Linked DNA regions of Sus scrofa: region 2 is linked to region 1. Evidence: chromatin contacts called from public Hi-C data. All regions are on one chromosome and are shown on one strand. Each heading gives the region's core, a stretch centred on a gene start, on an enhancer-like site or on the middle of the called end of the contact. The rest is flanking DNA. Distances are from core to core; before and after follow the strand shown.

What was found. A called contact is a pair of places that touch in the nucleus more often than the background predicts.
Region 2: a Hi-C map of liver shows a contact between it and region 1, with 9 times the contacts expected there. The contact joins the promoter of YARS2 here to the promoter of PKP2 in region 1. A contact is called at or near these places in 3 of 5 promoter capture datasets (fetal liver, fetal skeletal muscle and liver), 17 of 47 Hi-C or Micro-C datasets (embryonic fibroblasts, epiblast stem cells, fetal heart ventricle and 9 more) and 1 of 2 datasets of contacts at active chromatin or transcription factors (alveolar macrophages).

The regions. Positions count from the first base shown.
Region 1 is chr5:41,423,108-41,426,846 of Sscrofa11.1, forward strand. PKP2 (plakophilin-2) reads left to right here and starts at 1,580. Exons shown (of 13, transcript XM_003126396.5): 1 at 1,580-2,025. The coding sequence starts at 1,803. It overlaps LOC106507506 (a long non-coding RNA gene), which reads right to left and starts at 1,422. Exons shown (of 3, transcript XR_002344052.1): 1 at 1,313-1,422.
Region 2 is chr5:41,559,981-41,563,719 of Sscrofa11.1, forward strand. It overlaps YARS2 (tyrosine--tRNA ligase, mitochondrial), which reads left to right and starts at 1,599. Exons shown (of 6, transcript XR_002344051.1): 1 at 1,599-2,445; 2 at 3,291-3,458.

The sequences.
Region 1 (3,739 bases), core at 330-2,829:
GCTGTAGCCACCGGCCTACGCCAGAGCCACAGCAACTCGGGATCCGAGCCGCGTCTGCAACCTACACCACAGCTCAGGGCAACACCAGATCGTTAACCCACTGAGCAAGGCCAGGGACCGAACCCGCAACCTCATGGTTCCTAGTCGGATTCGTTAACCACTGCGCCACGACGGGAACTCCTCATCTCTCTTTTCAATTGACTCTCAGCACCACGTTTGAGTTTTTACATCTGGCTATATAATTGAGTTCTTTACAAGGAATAATCTACCTCAAGACTGGTCCTGCTGTGATAGGAGGAATTGCTTCCAAGAACCACCATCCACATGGCTTCACTTAAGCCATGTGGCCAGCCAAGAGAGAGTGACAGAACTATCACCACTCCAGTTGTCCAGGCTTTTGGCCCCTTGATTGCCTCTTCATTCCCTGTAAGGCCTTATACCTGTGTAGTAAGCGTGTGTGTAAAGATAGAAGGGTATGTCACAGGAAAACGGGGAATGGGGGAGTTGTGTTCCCCAGCCACGTCGAACTTGAATAAATGGGGTTCCGTAAATACCGAGTGATTTGAAGGAAAGTGGACATACAACCCGAAGCAATCAAAGGGAAGGCTATCTTACTTAATACTGGGGATAGATGTTTTTCTTTCTGCCTCTCAGGTCCAAAGCGGGGAAGAAGGACCAGTGGCTTAGGTTGTAAACCTTAAGGTTAAGGACTCTTTCTGTTGAGCATAGCTCTCAGCAGTCAACTAAATGTGAAACGTTTAAATAGCAAGGTAAGTATACCTTATGGAAGATAAGACTGAAAGAGCTCCACCAGCAGGACCCCTACACAGAGCCTACCATAAAGAGGGCTTAATCAACTCTAGAAGGACTGTTAAAGTATCACCTACTGAAAGTGTGCTCTTTCCCAGCACCTCTTATTGGAGTTTCTCTATGTGGGTGTGATCCTAAGAGAGGAGTGGGTGAGAAAGAGAGTGTGCTGGGTACAATTTGTGTATATGCAAGAGAATACCGAAACTCTCAATGAGGAATAACATATGTTTCTAGGAGTGCATCTGTGCAAAAAAGACACGGTCCCCGAAATTGTGCTAAGGGGGATAAAAACCCTATTTTAAAAAGTTTTTATTTTACACATGTCATCTTTTTGTCATATTTCCTCCTACTGTCTTGTCCGCCTGATCAAACAGCCCTTTCCCACCTCAGGTCCATGAAACATTTCGAACAGTCTGACAGCCTGACAAACCAGACAGACTACTCACTCGGGGATCCCAGAGGCAAACCTCGGCCCGAGAGCAGAAGTGACTCCAGGGCGCACCTGCCTGGAGGTCGTCCTTCGTCCATCCAGCGGAAATTACAAGGATTCGTAGGGCAGGGCCGAGGCCCGGCAAGGCATTGAGAGCCAGTAGTAGCAGGCCGGACCCGCAGGATCCAAGGTGACCTGGAGAGTGTGCACGACCAGGGGCGGACTGAGCCCTCTCCCGCTTCCCTGCGGTGAGTTCATCTCGCCAGGTGTCGGCGCGCGCGGCCGGCCTGCCCCCCACTCCCCAGCCGAGTGCGCCTGCCCGGTTGGAGCCGCGCCCAGTTCCCGGGTGAAGGCCGGGCGCCTGGCGCCCCAGGCCGCGCTCCCGGGAGCTCTGGCCTCTCACCGGCGGGGAGGCGGGGCCGGAGGAGGGGCTGGGACGGTGGGGTTGGGCCGGCGGGATTGGGCCGGCGGGGCGGGGTTCGCGCCCAGTGCCCGGGACTCCGCAGCAGCTTCCCCTGCAGGTCTCCAGCAGGCGAGCGGCTCGGTCGCCCTCTCCAGCCCCATGGCAGCCCCTGGCTCCCCGGCTGAGTGCGGCTACATCCGGACGGTCCTGGGCCAGCAGATCCTGGGGCAGCTGGACAGCTCCAGCCTGGCCCTGCCCTCTGAGGCCAAGCTGAAGCTGGCAGGAAGCAGCGGTCGCAGCGGCCAGGCGGTCAAGAGCCTCCGGATCCAGGAGCAGGTGCAGCAGACCCTGGCCCGGAAGGGCCGCAATTTCGTGGGCAACGGTGAGTAAAGCCCTGCCGCCTTCTGCATCGCTCTCACCGTGCCTTTTACCCATTCCCTACTCCTTCCTCACCCTCAGTGCCCAGTTGCTTGGACTCCCTTCTTACTGAAGGTGCGAGACCTGGTGTTCTGCCCACCTGTTGCTCGCCAGCCCATTGTACGACCTGTCGCGCCTTCAGACTCAGACCAGCTTACTTGGGGAAAGCATTCTTCTTTTTTAAAAATAACCTCTTACTCACCCTTGTCATCTATGTCTATTAAATGCATATGTATGTATGGAAAGAATTCAGTCCAAGATTTTCACCCCTCCCTTAACCTGCTTCCCTAAGCCCTCCACCCCCACCCCGGGGACTTCATCTGTAGGCTCTGAGAGTCTGTAAACACTTTGAAATTCTGTGCAGAAATGTGGTATGTTCATTTTTCTGGAAGAAAGTGCCTCTAGCTTTTATTTAAAATTTTAAAGGATCTATGACCCCCATAAATATTTTTTAAAAAGAAAACCTGAAAGTACTGGTTTTCTGCAAGCTGTATATTGGGATTGTGGTGCCTCGCCCAGGTACCTGGGGGCACTCCACCCAGTGTACGGAGCGAGTGGTTGATCTAGGAAATGAAAAGATTGGGTAGGAGGCTTTGGGCTGGGGAACAATCACACCACCCCGCGGATGAGGAGGAGGAGAAGAAAGGGGACTTTGGCCCCGCCAGCAGCAGCCCCTCCCGCCTCGCTGCGCCCTACCAACGCACTTGTAAGCACAGCGCTGGTATCTCCAAAAAAATTAAGCTTGGAGGTGAACGAGTTTGAAAAAATAGTAGTCCTTATATTAGGTGTTTATTTTTTCATTTTAAAAGTATTATAAGTTTATTGTGGAAAAGAGAAGGGGAAAGAAATTGAACAATTAAATTGGGTTTTTTGTTATTTCCTGCAGTGTTGAACTGTTTCTCTGGGAAGTTAACCTGGGCAATGGTAAATGTAGAGCCTATAAGGAAAAAGAAAAATGCTTGCAGACCAGATCAGAGAGTTAAAACAGCCGACCTTGGGAGGCTCTATTGTTTTCCCTTTGTGTAAAAGAATCAGGCAATCAAGACTTAATTACTTAAAGGGTAAAGAGAAGATATTTAATGGTTATAGTTGATGTACTTGTGTGCTTTCTATGTGCCAGGAATTGGACTGTATGATTTGCATTCATTGTGTTATTTACGTTTCTAGGGGAAAAAAAAAAAAAAAAAAAAAAAAGCTTGTGAGGTAGTCCTTTAATCCCCATCTCACAGATGAGGAAACTAAACAGTTAAGTGACACTCAAGTTCCCACAGATTTTAAGTAGCAACTGATAGTATTTATTTATTTATTTATTTTTTGTCTTTTGTCTTTTTTGTTGTTGTTGTTGTTATTGTTGCTATTTCTTGGGCCGCTCCCAGGGCATATGGAGGTTCCCAGGCTAGGGGTTGAATCGGAGCTGTAGCCACCGGCCTACGCCAGAGCCACAGCAACGCGGGATCCGAGCCACGTCTGCAACCTACACCACAGCTCACGGCAACGCCGGATCCTTAACCCACTGAGCAAGGGCAGGGACCGAACCCGAAACCTCATGGTTCCTAGTCGGATTCGTTAACCACTGCGCCACGCCGGGAACTCCAGCAACTGATAGTATTTAAACTCCCAAGCCTGATTTTGTAGCAACTGGTAGTATTTAAAATCCCAAGCCTGATTTTTTTTTTTTT
Region 2 (3,739 bases), core at 349-2,848, 140 kb after region 1:
CATTCAATGAATTATATTCAATGTACTTTAAAATAACACTGTAATTGACAGGATGAAGGTATAAGATACAAAATCTTGTGTATGAGCCTGCCTTTTCCAAACAAACTTTTTTTCTGCAACCTACACCACAGCTCACAGCAATGCAAGATCCTTAACCACAGAGCAAGCCCAGGGATCGAACCCTCATCTTCATGGATACTAGTCAGGTTCATTAACCACTAAGCCAAGACAGGAACTCTTTTTTTTTTTTTTAAACACACTTCTTTTTTCTGAAAAATGTTTCTACCTTCAAATGTTCATTTTCTTGAGGAAAACGCCATTTTCACTTTCATTATCAAGATTCAATTTGGCCCTTGCTAACACTAAATTAAATCATTCAGTTTATGTGCTTTGGGGAAAACAATTGTGGGATTTAGGATTATGTTACATAGCCTGTTGAATAAGTATCTAAAAATCCTATTGAAGTTACTCTTTGGCAATGAGAAACTCATTTCTCTGATTAATTACACATGCAAAGAAACTAATTTTTCAGTTTTGTAATGAAACTAATATTTCATTTTGTTAAGTGACCTCATGATGTAAGGAACTACAAAGGTCCTGTAGGGAATGGTTCAGAGCATGGCCCACATGCCTACTTTAGGATCAAGGCACTCAGTTCCCGGCTGCTGAGGGGCTTCACAGATGGACCCTCTTCTGTATCTTGCTCTCTGCCAAAGTCTTGCCCAGGGCATCCCACATTTAAGGACTCATCAATAACAGGGTGCAAAAGTCTGCCCCCTTGCCTCCATTTGGGATGACACTGAAAGGACATCTCAGCTCCAAAGGCCTCAATCACAAACTGTTTACAAGTCAACTCCTTCGGCCCAACCCTGCATCCATCACTCCATTAACAGATACTGCTGCTGAGAGCACACTCCAATAATTCTCCCGGACACAAATCTCCCACTGGAGTCTCTTTCCCAGGGAACTGGAACTAAGACAGCTGGAACTGAAAGTCGTCCTAAAAATTAGATTCTAAAATGGAGTTTTGGAATTGGATCCCTTCCAGTTAGCTGGTGAATGGGGCACTGGCTTTCTGTTTTTATTAACCTTCATCTCATTATGGCTTGGACAAGACCGCCATCTCCTGGAGAACTAGTGAATCAGTATTCGCTGGGTGCTTTTATCCCCTATTCAGAACTGCGAAACTGAAAGCGTCTCAACGCCAACTCCATCTCGCTCCATGAAGTTAAACCAATTCCTAACCCCTCACAACCTCTCTGGACAAAATTTTGCACAGAACCAAGATTTCAAAGAACTTGTGCATCATAATATTTTACATGAACATTTAAGCAAAAGCCAACATTTTAGAACACTTACTATGTGCCAAGTACCTTACTTTTTAATCCTCACAACAGCCCTCTGAGAAAGGAACTATTATCATAAACATATCCGCGTTAAGAGGAAATTTAAGGTACCTGGCCTTTAAGCGGAAACCCCACCCAGGCAGTTAGAACGGCTACCGTACAGAAAACGCACGCTCTGTAACTAAGTAACCACCGTGCCCAATGCAGGCATGCGCAGAAAAAAACACGGAAGCATATTGTAGAAACAGTACGACGCTGGCGCTGAAAGCTGAGTTGGGGCTCTAAGGTCCCAGCATCCCCTTCGCGCCTCCGCCAAGATGGCAGCGCCCATGTTGCGGCGCGTTTCCCGCGGCCGGTGGCTTGGTACCCCAGGCCAGTCAGGAGTCTTGCCACTAGGGCTCCGTAAGGCCCACTCGGGCGCTCAGGGGTTGCTGGCGGTGCAGAAGGCTCGGGGTCTATTCAAGGAATTCTTCCCTGAAAGGGGTACAAAGACAGAGCTCCCAGAGCTCTTCGACCGTGGCTTGGCGGGCAACGTTCCTCAGACCATCTATTGCGGTTTCGACCCCACAGCTGACTCGCTTCATGTGGGGCATCTGCTGGCGCTTTTGGGCCTGTTTCATTTCCAGCGAGCCGGCCACAATGTGATTGCGCTGGTGGGAGGTGCCACGGCGCGCCTGGGAGACCCCAGCGGCCGCACCAAGGAGCGGGAGGCGCTGGACGCCGAGCGCGTGCAAAGCAACGCGCTCGCCTTGCGCCAGGGACTACAAGCCCTGGCGGCTAATCACCAGCAGCTTTTCACTAACGGGCGAAGCTGGGGCAGCTTCACGGTGCTGGATAACTCGGCCTGGTACCAGAAGCAGCACCTAGTGGACTTCTTGGCGACCGTGGGCGGCCACTTTCGCATGGGCACGCTGCTTAGCCGGCTGAGCGTGCAAAGCCGGCTCAAGAGCCCCGAAGGCATGAGTTTGGCCGAGTTTTTATACCAGGTGCTCCAAGCCTACGATTTCTACTATCTGTTCCAGCATTATGGATGCCGGGTCCAGCTGGGTGGAGCTGATCAGCTGGGCAATATCATGTCCGGTTACGAGTTCATCCACAAGTAAGCGCCTCTAGAGGAGAAAAATCCTAGAACAAGTAATGCACACACGAGCATAACCTGTAATGCATTGTCAGGATTGTGGAATGATGCTCTTCGTTCCAGCCCTTGTTGATTTTATCTTCATTAAGGGGGATAAACTTAGTATCTCTGGCTAATGGAACTAAGGGGCTGAAATAATGGTATTAGGTGTGGGACATATTCTGGAGCTCTGCAGGATATAGACCACTGGTCAGGGTTTGGATTTTATCTGCTTCTCCTAAGAAGCTTTTCCTGTGTTTCTGATTTGAAAGACTGCTTTTCTTTGTGTATACCTAAACGTGACTGGGCCTCCTCGAGTAGTCTCTGCTTTTGCTCACCACCTTCCGTGAAGCTACATGTTAGTCATTGTAACGTGACTAAATGTTAGGCATTTCCAAAAAAAAAAAAAAAAAATTCAACACCAAATATTTGGAAAATAATGTAGATTTCAATGTCATTTTCCTGAGAGAGATGAATTATAGGACTAGTTCAGGTGCCACTCATTTTAAAAGTCCCTTTAAAACACCTCCTTAGTCTCTGCCTTGTACCTGTCCTCTCACCTCTTTCCACCCAGCCTTTAAAAATTTCTAGGCGGTAGTTATGCAGCTGTTGCCCTTGGCTTGCCCAGAGTCACTGGTTCATTTGCAGTTCAGAATGACAAAGGCCAAAATAGAGTGCTGTGAAAGCAGCGTGATGAACAAGAATCCAGGTTTAGGAGGTCAAGGAAGTTTTCTTAAAGCAAGATAGACTGAAGAGTGACTGAAAGTGATTAGCAGAACCTACCACCACCTGATCTTGAAGCACGTAATAAAGTTCTCTATGCATAGGGTGACTGGAGAAGATGTATTTGGCATCTCCGTTCCTCTGATTACAAGTACAACTGGAGCAAAACTGGGAAAGTCTGCTGGCAATGCTGTTTGGCTAAACAGAGAGAAGACATCTCCGTTTGAATTGTATCAATTTTTTGTCAGGCTGCAAGATAATTTGGTAGAAAGGTGAGTTCTTAATTGTTTGCTGAGAAAAATGAGTTCTTAATTGTTTGCTGAGAAAAATGTAATAATGTTCATGATGTAATTTTAGCCATAGACTCTCTCTGTGCCTTCAACCCTTCATAGTTTTTTGTTTTAACTTAGATTCTCCTTAAGTCATAAACCAGTACATCATAGGACATTGTAGTTTTAACTGTTTTAAACACCTTTTGTTGGTTAAAGCAGAAAAACACTGTGGTTGCTAGATAACTTAGAGGCAAGTATGTGACCTACATCTAACAAGTACT